Regions from separate parts of the Ovis aries genome. Here region 1 is linked to region 2. Evidence: chromatin contacts called from public Hi-C data. All regions are on one chromosome and are shown on one strand. Each heading gives the region's core, a stretch centred on a gene start, on an enhancer-like site or on the middle of the called end of the contact. The rest is flanking DNA. Distances are from core to core; before and after follow the strand shown.

Region 1 (6,134 bases), core at 1,517-4,016, 70 kb before region 2:
TTTCTGGCATCTGGAGTAATTTTTGCCTTTTATTAAATATATCTCTGCACTCTGAAGTTGACTCTCAACTTGGCCTGAGCTTCTTGAGGGAAATTTTGGGAATTTTGCCAAACAACAACACAGAGCTTCATATTTATGTTATAAAAGCCAGCAGTGTCATCACAGACAACTTCCTTCCTTTGCCCGAGCAATTTTCAAAAACACAGATCACAGCCGTATTCAGTACAGTAAACCACACCCTCCACCCTTTTAAAGTTATTGACAACAGCAAGGCAAGAACATGGAAGTCATATCCAAATGGAAAACACTGGCTCCAGTGCATCCTGTTGTGAAATCCTCAAGCATTGGGTTACAGCACTGACAACAAGGGAGAAATTAACAAACATCAAGAGGGGAAAGAGAACACGATTCCCGATGGAGAAAGACAAAAGGGGGAGAAGTCCAAAAGGCCACATAGGCCAAAATGTCCTGTGCGTACCCAAGACTCCAGCTCTTCTAAATCACTTCCGGTGGATAATAGCGATAATTTATTGGGTATTTGCCATGGGCCTGGCGTGGCTTGATTACATGTCATATTTATCTGGTCTTCCTAACAACCCTGGGCTTCCCTGGTGGCTCAGATGGTGAAGAATCTGCCTGCAATGTAGGAGACCCAGGTCCAATCCCTGGGTCAGGAAGATCCCCTGGAGAGGGGAATGGCTACCCACTCCAGTATTCTTGGCTGGGAAGTCCCATGGATAGAGGAGCCTGGAGGGCTACAGTCCATGGGGTCACACAGAGTTGGACACGACTGAGCGACTAACACTTTCACTTTTCACTTAACAATCCTGGGAATTAGGTATTATTCCCCTCATTTTATAGATGAGGAAAACTAAGGTCCAGAGAAGTAAGACGCCTTGCCCAGAGTCATGTGTCTTGGAAGTGGCTCAGCTGAATGTACAGATGACGCTCTGCAGGTCAGGAACCTTCCTTCGTCTATTCTGTCTCATTCCTGGCTGACTGACTGCGCCCATGGCCACAGTTGATGGCATGAGGCTGGAGGTCTGACACAAGAGCAGCTAATCCGTGGGATGGCCAGCAGCCTATGACTCGTGCAGCCAGGCTCAGAAATGCGATCTGGGCCCACTGGGCTCCTCTTTTAGATTTTAGAGTCTAGAAAATTATAGCCACCAAGTCACGGAAGCTGAGCTGAAGGCTGTTAAGATGCACTTAATACAGGAGCAGCCATTCTGGGTCACACGTTAACAAAAGTGAGGAGACCTACAGGCAGAGGGAGGGGAAAACAGCATGGATGCACAGGAAGAAGAAGAGATGTCAAGAGAAAGTGAGTACAAAATCAGAGAGAGACAGAGATGGAGAGATCAGGGCAGGGACACTGAGTCAAAGGGAAGAGAGCTGGGGTTAGCCCCTCGGGTTCCTGCCAGAGCCCCGACTTTAGGCCCCAGGAGTCTTGGCTGCGTTATGGAGCCCAGCTTGGGTTCCTGTAATGTCTCTGGGACCCCAGGACAAGCCTTTCTACATCAGGAGAGTGGGCCTCTGTGGCAACCTCCCCCCACCAAAATTCTGACTTCAACAACCTGACTGCAAAGCTATTCTTACTCTACATGCCTGCATGCCCCACCTCACCCCCTCGTTCACGATAAGGGCACCACCCACCGTGTGCCCCAGGGACAGCTGAGAAGCCAAAGGTCCCCTGGGCCAAGCTCCACGTGTCTCTTACTTTTATTAACCTTCTGTGGCCACTATCCCTGAGTGGAGACCGGGTCTCTGCCTCTGGGCCACTCCCCAGCAGTCCCAGCTTCCCCTCCAGGGTCACTCTTCAGGCCTCCTGTTGCCATGGTTACAGCCACCATCATCTCAGGTCCCTGACCTGGAGCTCAAGGGGCACCAAAGCAGGTGGTCAGCCTTGAACTTGGCCTCCTCACTTTCCTCTATGTCCCCTCCTCCCCCAACACCCAGATGTAGGCTTTGTAGAGTCTAGAGATTAATCTGGATACGGAGTAAACAAAAGCAGAAATAGTTGAGTCAAGAGGTCAAGATGTGAGCAGACCCTGGCTTCACATCTGGATCCTCCTCCTAATGGCTGGGTCACCTTGGGCAAGCTGTCGATCTGAGTCCTAGGTAACATGGATCTCTATATAATGATAGGGAAGGTGATGAGCTGAGGCCCCTTCCAGCTGCGACTTTCAAAAATCCCAATGTAAATGCCATTCCCTTTGCTTGGCACTTAGAGAACGTCACCCTGTCTGGATCCTTTCTGGAATTTGTGCTTAATCGTCACACCATTTTGGCTGCAAATATCAAAAAGGCTCTTCCCAGGTGGTGCGGTGGTAAGGAATCCACCTGCCAATGTAGGAGACGCAGGAGACATGGGTTCGATCCCTGGGTGGGAAAGATCCCCTGGAGAAGGAAATGGCAACCCACTCTGGTATTCTTGCCTGAGAAATCCCACGGACAGGGGAGCCTGGTGGGTCCAGTCCATGGGGTCAAGAAGAGTCAGACACGACTGAGCACAGCACATCACATCAAAAGGGGCTACAGAGGGGCTGAGCAGACTACAGGAAAGGACCCACCTTCATAGGGAAGATACCGAAACAAACTAGCTGAAGGTTCAAGCAAGAAGAAGGAAGTTCTCACACCTGAGAGAAGCCTGGTCACACCAACAGCCCCAGGAACTTGCGGGCAACTGTGTGAACAGCAGAGGTGCAGGGCGTGTGCATTGCTGAATTAGCAAATTTCTAAGGCATCTATCACAGCAGGCCCGCTTGCAGGCTTTATTTAGGTAAAACTCCCATTGAGCCTCAGCTCTCAGGGCCCAATCTGACTCAGAGCTTCAGAATCTTGGCCTGCAGTGCGATGAGTCATGGTGATGAAATTTCAAGAGAAAAGGACATTCTTAAAATTAGCTTTGAGACAGCAACTGGACGTACTTTTGCTCTGGAAGTGCCTTTCCCAGGTTATTTTAGTTGATGTCCTCTTTAAGGGGACTCAGATGGCTGGGTTTGCCTCTGGTTCCCTAACCCTCAGGCCCCTCAGAGGCCCAGCACTCCAGACCCTCCCTGTGCAGTTCCTTTCAAGGAAGCAAGTGCAGGCCCCGGGCACAGACCCTCAGGCCTGCTTTGACCCTCACACTTCCGGCTGTGGTGGTTCCAAGAGGGGCTGGAGTTCTCAGAGGAGCCTAAGGAGAGGACGGGGCTGGCTTGGCTTGACCACCCCCAGTGCTAGAAGTTCCACTGCCGAACACAGACGGGGCATGGGGGTCTCCTCTCACCCCATCTCATGAGCCCTCTGACTCTGCACAGGCCCCCTTGGCGCCTTTTGACCTGGCCTCCTCCCAGGGCAGGAAATCAAAGCCGATGCTGACTTTGCAGTCGGAATATTTCCATGAGCAATGAGATGTGGATGAACAATTTCTCCTCTGTTCCCTGTGCAACAGAGGGTTCTGTTGAAATCGGGCAGGAGTGGCTCAGCTCCCATCCTTGATTTCCCCCAATGGAGAGTTGGCTCTCTTCGTCTTCATCCCTCCTCTGGGACGTGCTGTCTTATGGGGACAATTGGGAATGCCCTCAAAAAATCCAAATGGGCACAGAGTTACTGGGTCTTCAGGGAACCTGGTAGGAGCTGTAAGTAGAAACAATGGGCACAGCCCAGCTGCTGAGCTCTGAGAAGGCCCAAAAGGTCTAAATAAATGCATCTCCCTTTTGCCATGCGTACACTCATTTAATCATTCACTTAACAAGAACTGAGGGCCAACCAACCATACAGCATCATGATGCTATTTTACAGGAACTACTGCCATGAAGAAGACACGGCTGCTGCCCACAAAGAACTCACCTTTTTAGACGGTTGTTGTTTTAATTACTAAGTCATGTCCAACTCTTTGTGACTCCATAGACTGTAGTCCACCAGCCTCCTCTACCCTTGGGATTTCCCAGGCAAGAATACTGGAGTAGGTTCCATTTCCTTCTCCAGAGGATCTTCCCAATCCAGGGATTGAACCTGCATCTTCTGCTTAGCAGGCAGATTCTTTACCACTGAGCCACCTGGAAAGCCCCATTTATATGGTGGTACTGGTAAACAGGGCAGGGCAGTGTGCACTCACAGAGGCTTCTACAAAATATGATGAGATACAGAGAGAAGAAATGGAAGGTACAGATGAGGGTAGGCTCTGAGAGAAAGGTGAAGGTGTTTATCATTAATTAAGAAAATTTAAAAAAATTATCCAAGCCAGTCTTCAGCAATAGATGAACCGTGAACTTCCAGATGTTCAAGCTGGATTTAGAAAAGGCAGAGGAGCAACAGATCAAATTGCCAACATCCGCTGGATCATGGAAAAAGCAAGAGAGTTCCAGAAAAACATCTATTTCTGCTTTACTGACTACGCCAAAGCCTTTGACTGTGTCGATCACAACAAACTGTGGAAAATTCTAAAAGAGATGGGAATACCAGACCACCTGACCTGCCTCTTGAGAAACCTGTATGAAGGTCAGGAAGCAACAGTTAGAACTGGACATGGAACAACAGACTGGTTCCAAATAGGAAAAGGAGTACATCAAGGCTGTATATTGTCACCCTGCTTATTTAACTTATATGCAGATTACATCATGTGAAATGCCAGGCTGGAAGAAGCACAAGCTGGAATCAAGATTGCTGGGAGAAATAGCAATAACCTCAGATATGCAGATGACACCAGCCTTATGGCAGAAAGTGAAGAAGAACTAAAGAGCCTCTTAATGAAAGTTAAGGAGGAGAGGGAAACAAGTGGCTGAAAGCTCAACATTCAGAAAACAAAGATCATGGTATTTGGTCCCATCACTTCATGGGAAATGGATGGGGAAACAGTGGAAATAGTGGCAGACTTTATTTTTGGGGGCTCCAGACTGACTGCAGATGGTGACTGTAGCCATGAAATAAAAAGACACTTCCTCCTTGGAAGAAAAGTTATGACCAATCTAGACAGTATATTCAAAAGCAGAGACATTACTTTGTCAACAAAGGTCCATCTAGTCAAAGCTATGGTTTTTCCAGTGGTCATGTATCAATACAAGAGTTGGAATATAAAAAAAGCTGAGTGCCAAAGAATTGATGCTTTTGAACTGTGGTGTTGGAGAAGACTCTTGAGAATCTTTTGGACTGCAAGGAGATCCAACCAGCCTATCCTAAAGGAAATCAGTCCTGAATGTTCATTGGAAGGACTGATGTTGAAGCTGAAACTCCAATACTTTGGCCACCTGATGGGAAGAGCTGACTCATTTGAAAAGACCCTGATGTTGGGAAAGACTGAAGGTGGGAGGAGGAGATGGTTGGATGGCATCACAGACTCAATGGACATGAGTTTAAGTAAACTCCAGGAGCTGGTGATGGACAGGGAGGCCTGGCGTGCTGCTGACCATGGGGTCGTAAAGAGTCAGACACGACTGAGTGACTGAAACTAGTATGGTTTGTGTAACTAGTCTGTTGGACAAACATGACTCGTAGCACGTTAGAAATGCAACTTTTTGGCTGACTCCTCCTGTCCTGGTTTTTCCCCATTCCTCTCTCTCTCTCTCTGCTGTTTGAGGTCAAAGCCATGAGCAAGAGGAAAGGTAAAGAGATTAGACCGCTTTGACTTGGCCAAAGGAAGAACCCCTGGTTGGACCAGGGCAGGACTCATCTCTTGGGGTCATGCCATGGATGCTCCCAAGATCCCTTTCGGAGGCCTCCGTCCTACAGTTTCCTTGACTTTGACAAATGTGACTCCATTCCTGGAGCCACTCGAGGCACCGGGAGCCACACATCTCATCTTTCTGCCCTATTCCCTCCTCCCTCAGGCACGCTCAGACAAGATCTAAGGGGACCTAACCACACACTTATTTTTTGGCATGACCCACATCTCATGGGCAGGAAACAGTTGCATCCCTTACCCTGAAAAACTCTGTGGGTGCAGTCTAAGCCCCCCAGCACTCTATCCTGGCTCTTGCATCTACGTCACAAGTCACCCCTCCCTCATTCTCTACCTCTTGGGAGGAACCAGGTACTAGTCATGGCTGGCTAGGTCACCAGTGCCTGTGTCTCCCTACTGCAAAGAACAGCTCTCTGCATTCTCTGGCAGCATCTGCACCCTCCCCTGAAAGAGGAATCTCCTTCCCCCAGAA
Region 2 (6,584 bases), core at 1,549-4,048:
GTGAATATCAAATTCAGCTGAGGTGGTCCTAAAGTACAGTGCTCCAAAGCAGAGTGAAGGCATTGTCTCTGTGCATAACAGATACAACAAGAGCTAACATTCATGAAGGGTTTACTATGTGTCAGGCCACGTGCTAAGCCTTCCTGTGTTTCAACTGATTCAGCCCTTCAAACAATACTATGAGGTAGTCACCATTTTACAGAAGAGGAAACTGAGGTGCAGAAAAGTTACAAAAGCTACACAACCGGTAAGTGGCAGACCCTGAACTAGTACTCATATAGTTGAATGTTACTGGCATGCTCTTAATTACGTTCCTGGATTGCCTTCCTGTGGCCATCTCTTTAAAAAAAATATTTTTTAATTTATTTATTTTTAATTGAAGGATGATTACAATGTTGTGTTGGTTTCTGCCATACATCAACATGGATCAGCCACAGGTATACATAGGTCCACTCCCTCTTGAGCCTCCCTCCCACCTCCCACCCCACCCCGCCCCTCTGGATATCACAGAGCCCCAGTTTGAGTTTCCCTGGGACTGCTCACAGTGCCTTGCATTGATAGGTGCTTTGTAAGTCTCTTCCCGCTTTTTCTCCTTCTAATTCCTTCCCTGGTTCTTCTACTAAGTGAGGTGTTTGACTGTTAACAGTGTTTCTCTAGTTGGGAGCTATAGACCCTTGGAGACCCATAATTTAATTTTTTCATAGTTATGATTTTTAAAAATGAACATAAACACATTCTGGGTCACTGGGATAACCGCCTGATACCAAGGACTGCCTTGTGATCTCAGTGCCTCTGTGAGCTCTGCCTTGACACCAGCAGTCACCACCCTCCTCATTACACTAATAAGAAAGGGACAGCACGAAGTTAATCTCGAATGATACATGCAACTCAAGTGAAAGTCAACTATTACAATGACACAGGGTGTGAACAGAAGGGACGTAGCTGGAAGGGAGGAAAGAGGTGAGAAAAGTGACTCAGTACAGGGCACTGGCCACACCATAAGACTGGTAGAGCCACCAGAACCCGGACGTACTCACTTCCGGGCCAAAGATACACGACGCGTGCAGCAGCTGCGTGCAGGCGTGCTAAGTCACTCCCATCTGTCCGGCTCTTTGCCACCCTATGGACTGCAGCCCACCAGTCTCCTCTGTCTAGGGGATTTTCCAGGCAAGAATCCTGGGGTGGGTTGCCACACCATCCTCAGGGGATCTCCCTGACCCAGGGATCCAATCCAGAGTCTCTTATGCCTCCTGAGTTGGCAGGCGAGTTCTATTGAGTAAACATCAGTAATTTAAATTTTATAGTTCTGGGAGAAGGACTTTATATTTGATGTACAAATTTATTTTTGCTTTATTCCTGGCTTGTTCAAAAGCTATAACACAAGTTTATATCTGGTTTTATATTTATAGCTAGCAATGCAACATTTTGAAAGAAAATAATTTAAGCCAAGCCTGCGGAGGCTGAAGATACTTTTGCCTTTAACACAGTGCCCTCAGGTTTTAGAATCACCAACAGTGACAAGCACATCAGTGACAAATGCGAGCACCCTGGGTCTGTCATTAACACACTGGTGTGAAATAGCCTGTGAGACCCCTCTCTTTTTGACAGCAGGCTTTGGTGGGAGAAATTCTTTCTCTGGTGGCTCAGACGGTAAAGAATCCGCCTGCAATGCAGGAGACACAGGAGATGAGGGTTCGATCCTTGGGTCAGGAAGATCCCCTGGAGGAGGGCATGGCAACCCACTCCAGTATTCTTGCCTGGAGAATCCCATGGACAGAGGTGCCTGGGGGTCTACAGTCCATGGGGTCGCAAAGAGTCTGGCATGACTGAGGAACTAACACATGGGTGGGAGAAAGGAAAGGCAGGCTAAATGGCTTCATAGAAGAAAAAAACGTGACCTTAGTGCATTGGGGCAAGTCATTCAACTGAGAAAACCCTCCTCCTGGGCCTTACCTGTCAGAGGGGTAATCAGTACTTTCTCCAGCTGAACCGTGGGTCCCTTGCAGTGACTCAGGGAAGCTGACCCACTGGGCGAGGAGGTGGCTCCACCCGCTGGCGCCCCGATAAAGAGTCGAGGCCGGTGGGCTCCCCAACCAGCCGGTCCCTCGAAGCTGCCTCGCCCCAGCCGCGCTCCGGGCCCGGGGCCCCGCTCTGGGTGCAGCCGGAGGGGATGCAAAGCCTGGGCGGTCCTGCCACCGGGAGGCAGGTTTCCGCCCCTGGGGGGGTCCCCAGAGGCTGGGTGAAGCGGGAAGGAGCTCGGGCATCACCTAAAGACTCTGAAAACTCTCAAAAGTGCATGTGGGGTGAGGAGCGCACAGGATTTGCTTCCAACTCTGCAAACTCGCGGAGGGGTTCTGCGCACACCAGGTGTGGCCCAGAGCCCCGGCGCTAGGCTGTCGACTTTGAGGGGGCTGGTTTTTCCGAGCAGGAGGCGGCGGGCCGGCAGCAAAGGCCTCGGGCTTGCTCCGGCAGGGGGCTCCCCGGGAGCCGGCGCGGGCAAGCGCGGCGAAGCCGGGACAGGGGAGCGCCGGGGGCCACCTGCGCTGAGCCGCGCGCCGCCGTCCTGCAGCCCCGAGCCAGCCTCTGGCCGCGGGGGCGACAGGGGCGGGGCCGCGGGGGCGGCAGGGGCGGGGCCTCGGGGGCGGCAGGGGCGGGGCCGCGGGCGGGGGGCGGGCCGCGGGCGGCGGGGGCGCGGCGTCCCCGAGGCCGGAGGCGGGGCGGCCGGCTTGGGACGCGCAGGGGGCGGACCCGTCGGCCGCCGGCCGGGCTCCCCGGCCCGCCCGCCCCGCTCGCACTTGGTCGCGCCGCAGAGCCGGCATGGGAGCTGCGCGCGCCCTCCCGGCGCCCACACCTGTCTGAGCGGCGCGGCGAGCCGGGGCCCGGCGGGCCACCCGGCGCGGGTGAGTGCGGGCGCGGGCGAGGGGCGCCGGCCCGGGGCGGGGGGCACCGGACAAAGGGAGGGCCTCTGCGCTCAAGGCAGGGGCACTGCGGGCTGCGGGGGCCCCGGAGACCTCGCTTCGGCCACCCTCGGGGCTCGAGGGCTGGGACCCGCGGCCTGCGGGAGCTCCACGGAGACTCGAGACCCGCAGGGCGTTTGGATTTCCACGGTGTCACCCGCGGATGGAGTGGGGAAAAGCAAGTTTTCGCAGCTACCATCTCGGATGCTGGGTGGGAATAGAAAAGAAGCCTGCTCTGGGCATGCTCGCGCGCGCACACACACACACACACACACACACACACACACACACACACACACTTACTTTTTCCCTTGAGTTTTGCAGCAAGGTCTGCAATTCCAGCAAGGTCTGCAAGTTAATTTTTTACCCTGGGCATGTAACTGTGAACACACCTTGGCAAGCAAGGAGAGGGCAGCAAACAGGTCGGAGAAAAGGCCCTCTTCTCTGGCGCTGTGACTGATGGCCGTGCGCTGCGCTAGGAACCGCTGTGTGAACTAGCAACAGTTCTTGGAAGCAAATCTTTCCTCTTCAGCGTGTGGACATTCTTCGTGGGTTCATTTTTAAATAAAAGCTGAAAGAAGTTTTTAAAAATATTTCACAAGAGCGAGAAGAATAATTTAGATGAAGGATAACTCCCACTCCTCTTCGGAATACAAATTCGGCTTGCTTTCAAACATCTCATGAGAAAGCAGCTGATAAAAATCCTGTTTGTTTTATTGCCTTTTGGGTGACACCCGTGAGACTTCAGAAATAGCGCCTAGCTGGTGGAAAGCTCCTGGTTGTTCGGGATCCCTGTTGGCTAGGGCTGCCTTCTGTTAGTTCCTGGAACTGAACTTGAGTGGTCCCTGTGCGGCTCCTTAGGAGGAGATCCGCGAAGGATTGGCGCAGATCGGCCAGTGTCAGTATCGTTTCGAGGAGGCCCTGTGATAAAGAGTTGAATTTGTGGTTTGAAGGCAGCTGTGGCCAAAAGCTGAAAGCCAAATTAATACCAAGCTATTTACTACACTTGTTTCAGAATCATACTTGTGCATAGAGCATTTAAAATAGACTTTATACGTGCACCTCTCAAGAGGTCTGTTAGACAGGGGTGGATTGGAGGTAGAGTGGAGAAGCAGAAACTGCCACAAAAGCCACTATATGTACTTGTGAAAGCGTTTGTGATCATATGCACACCATCTGCATTTGAATAAGTTGTTTCACCTGTATTTTTCCCACTTAAATAAAGTCAGGTGATAACTTGTCATGCTTTCCCACGCCTGAACTGGAACGGAAGCATTTTTCCAAGGTAATTAATATGGACCTCATTTTTGTAACAGTGACAACTTATTCAGGTAGATAGTGAATGTGGGTGCATTCTTCTGTCTGTAGTATAAGTGCCAAAGTTCCCATTAGCGGGCCTGAGAACATTACCGGCCCCTGTCTGCAGTGTTTAAGAGTCTCAGGTTCTCCTGAACATCTTTTCTCATAGCTCCCTTAGGACTGAATCCACTGGCCATTATTCATGCATAACTCTCCCTGACCCTAGGGAATTCTTTTCTCAGGGTCTTACCATTGACCATTTTCTACTATTCTTATTCTGCTGCCAGGTTTGTCCCAGGCTCACTGGGGTGGTTCATTTTGCCTGAAATCTGATAGAGACGAAGTTAAACGTCGTTTGACCACAAGATGATGTTTAAGGTGGCTGGGCTTGTAAATACCCTGCATTTCTTTCCTGTACAAGACTGTAATTCTTAAACCATTATGTGATTAGGTTTGTTTCCCTTTAACAGGTTCAGTGCCTCAGGAAAACGAGAGCGTGCCTGGCTGCGGAGTGTTACCAGAGCTTTGTTCATTTTTAGCTATTTGCTTTAGGAATTAGCATGGTTTTACTGTTCAGTATCCCTGGCCACAGAAAAAACCCTCCACCATCCTTCCGAATGTCATCCAGAGCTTTTATCCTCACAAACTTGCCTGCTCTTTCTTTCTGTCATTACTGTTTATAGTGGTCCCAGGAATTCAGATGTTGTACAACAGAGAACTTATACCCTGAGGATTAGATCTTCCCTGCCAACACTTGTTTGCTGTAGAAGTTATATCACAGTTCCCGAACATTTGCCCTCTGCAGGAGATGCGTGTTGCTGCAGTTTTCGAGGTGCAGAACTGGGAGAGCGTCTCTGCCCACAGCCTCCAGGCAGCACTGTGGTGTGCACAGCTGATCATGAGCAGCGAGCAGCGTCCCCGCCCTGTGAGGTTATCCGTGCACTTACCAAGTGGCAGCATCTTCATAACATATAAATATTTTAAGACAGTGGATAGCAGGACAGTGGCTCATGGTGAATGATGGAACATGGAAAGTGTAACCCTCTTGAGAGTCAGATATACAGAGCTGGAAAAGGAATACTGTTTCCATATTACTAAGCACAGCCAGAAAATATTTGCTTACCTTCATTTTCCGTTCTGCTTTGTCATTTAGGTCAAGTGATGCATGGAAATACTCAGTTGGGAACGTTCAAAGATAATTCTGTATCAAAGGACTCCTTATCCAGTAAAGGCTTAGTCCTAGAAATGAAATGTTATAGACCTGAATCTTCCTCATCGAGAGTTAGATACAAGGATAAGATTTGGAAATCTTCATTCTTTTCTAAGGTGTGAGTTTTCCAGACAGTTCTACGAGGATAAAGTGAGCCATTGGTAAAGGCAGGAGAGAATTAAAAATTATGTACCCATGAGTTACCTTTCCAGTAGTGAGATTATGAATGTGTTCATCTTAGAGTGTTTATGTTTAAATAAATGAAATGGGCGTAGTGAAGGTTTACCTAGAGTTTATAAAAATGGAAACAATAATTGTCTCCTGGGGAATTATTCCAGTATCAGGTGAATGGAGAAATTAATGCAAAATCACCAAGCTAATTTTAAAGTGTTTTATTAATAGGGGAGGAGTCAGGGCAAGGTGTGAATGCCTTAGGAAAGGCCCTGAGTGGAAGTAGCTTGTTGTCTGTCCCCCAACACCACTGTGCACACACATCCTCACTCACCCCCTCTGGGAACTTTTCTAAGAGGTTTCTCACCTAGCCATCCTCCACTCATTCTTGAAAGCCGCCCTCTGCTGGAGGCCTTGGTTTCCTTTGCAAACAGATAAGGGGAATCTTGTCATCCAGACAGGCTAGAGACTAGCATGATAAATTTTCCTTTTCGTTTCCCCTTGTACCTCCACCTTCCACAATTCTTTGAGTAAAAGTTCCTGGGGAAGGGGAAAGGCTCCTGGAAAAACCAGACCTAGAAGACTAAGAGATCATTGTTCAAAACAATTTCTAAACCATCCTAAACATACATTTGGTAAGAGAGTAAGCAACTTATGAAGCTTGTAACTTTAATACCGTTGTCAGTTTAAACCCAGGGGGGACCTGAGAACATATCACTTTATCTTCCAGCTTCTGATCAGGTATTTCAAAACCAAATCAATTTGGAATAATTTGACCTGCATTAATTTTTAAATCTGAATCACAGTTTCTTTTAACATATAGTTGGGTGGGGACTTCCCTGGCTGTCCAGTGGTTAAGAGTTCATGCTTTCAATGTGGGGGCACAGGTTCAATCCCTGGTCAGGGAACTAAGATCTCACTTGCCGCGTGGCCAAAAAAATGAAATG

Evidence for each region. Hi-C and Micro-C count contacts between places; a contact is called where the count stands out from the background.
Region 1: a contact with region 2 is called in a Hi-C map of tail adipose tissue, with 2.9 times the contacts expected there. The contact joins the enhancer-like site here to the promoter of PRSS23 in region 2. A contact is called at or near these places in 2 of 16 Hi-C or Micro-C datasets (both in tail adipose tissue).

Annotation. Positions count from the first base shown.
Region 1 is chr21:8,348,788-8,354,921 of ARS-UI_Ramb_v3.0, reverse strand. The region is part of intron 3 of LOC121817470 (a long non-coding RNA gene); the gene reads right to left. Among named protein-coding and RNA genes, the nearest start is that of ME3, 68 kb to the left of the region's middle. Within about 2 kb of position 2,766, at least 24 of the 54 cell types and tissues checked have an H3K27ac peak or open chromatin away from gene starts, as enhancers often do. A contact at or near this core is called in tail adipose tissue, where this site is marked.
Region 2 is chr21:8,278,766-8,285,349 of ARS-UI_Ramb_v3.0, reverse strand. It overlaps PRSS23 (serine protease 23), which reads left to right and starts at 2,798. Exons shown (of 2, transcript XM_004019398.5): 1 at 2,798-2,900. It overlaps LOC121817470 (a long non-coding RNA gene), which reads right to left and starts at 2,481. Exons shown (of 4, transcript XR_006057383.1): 1 at 1,954-2,481.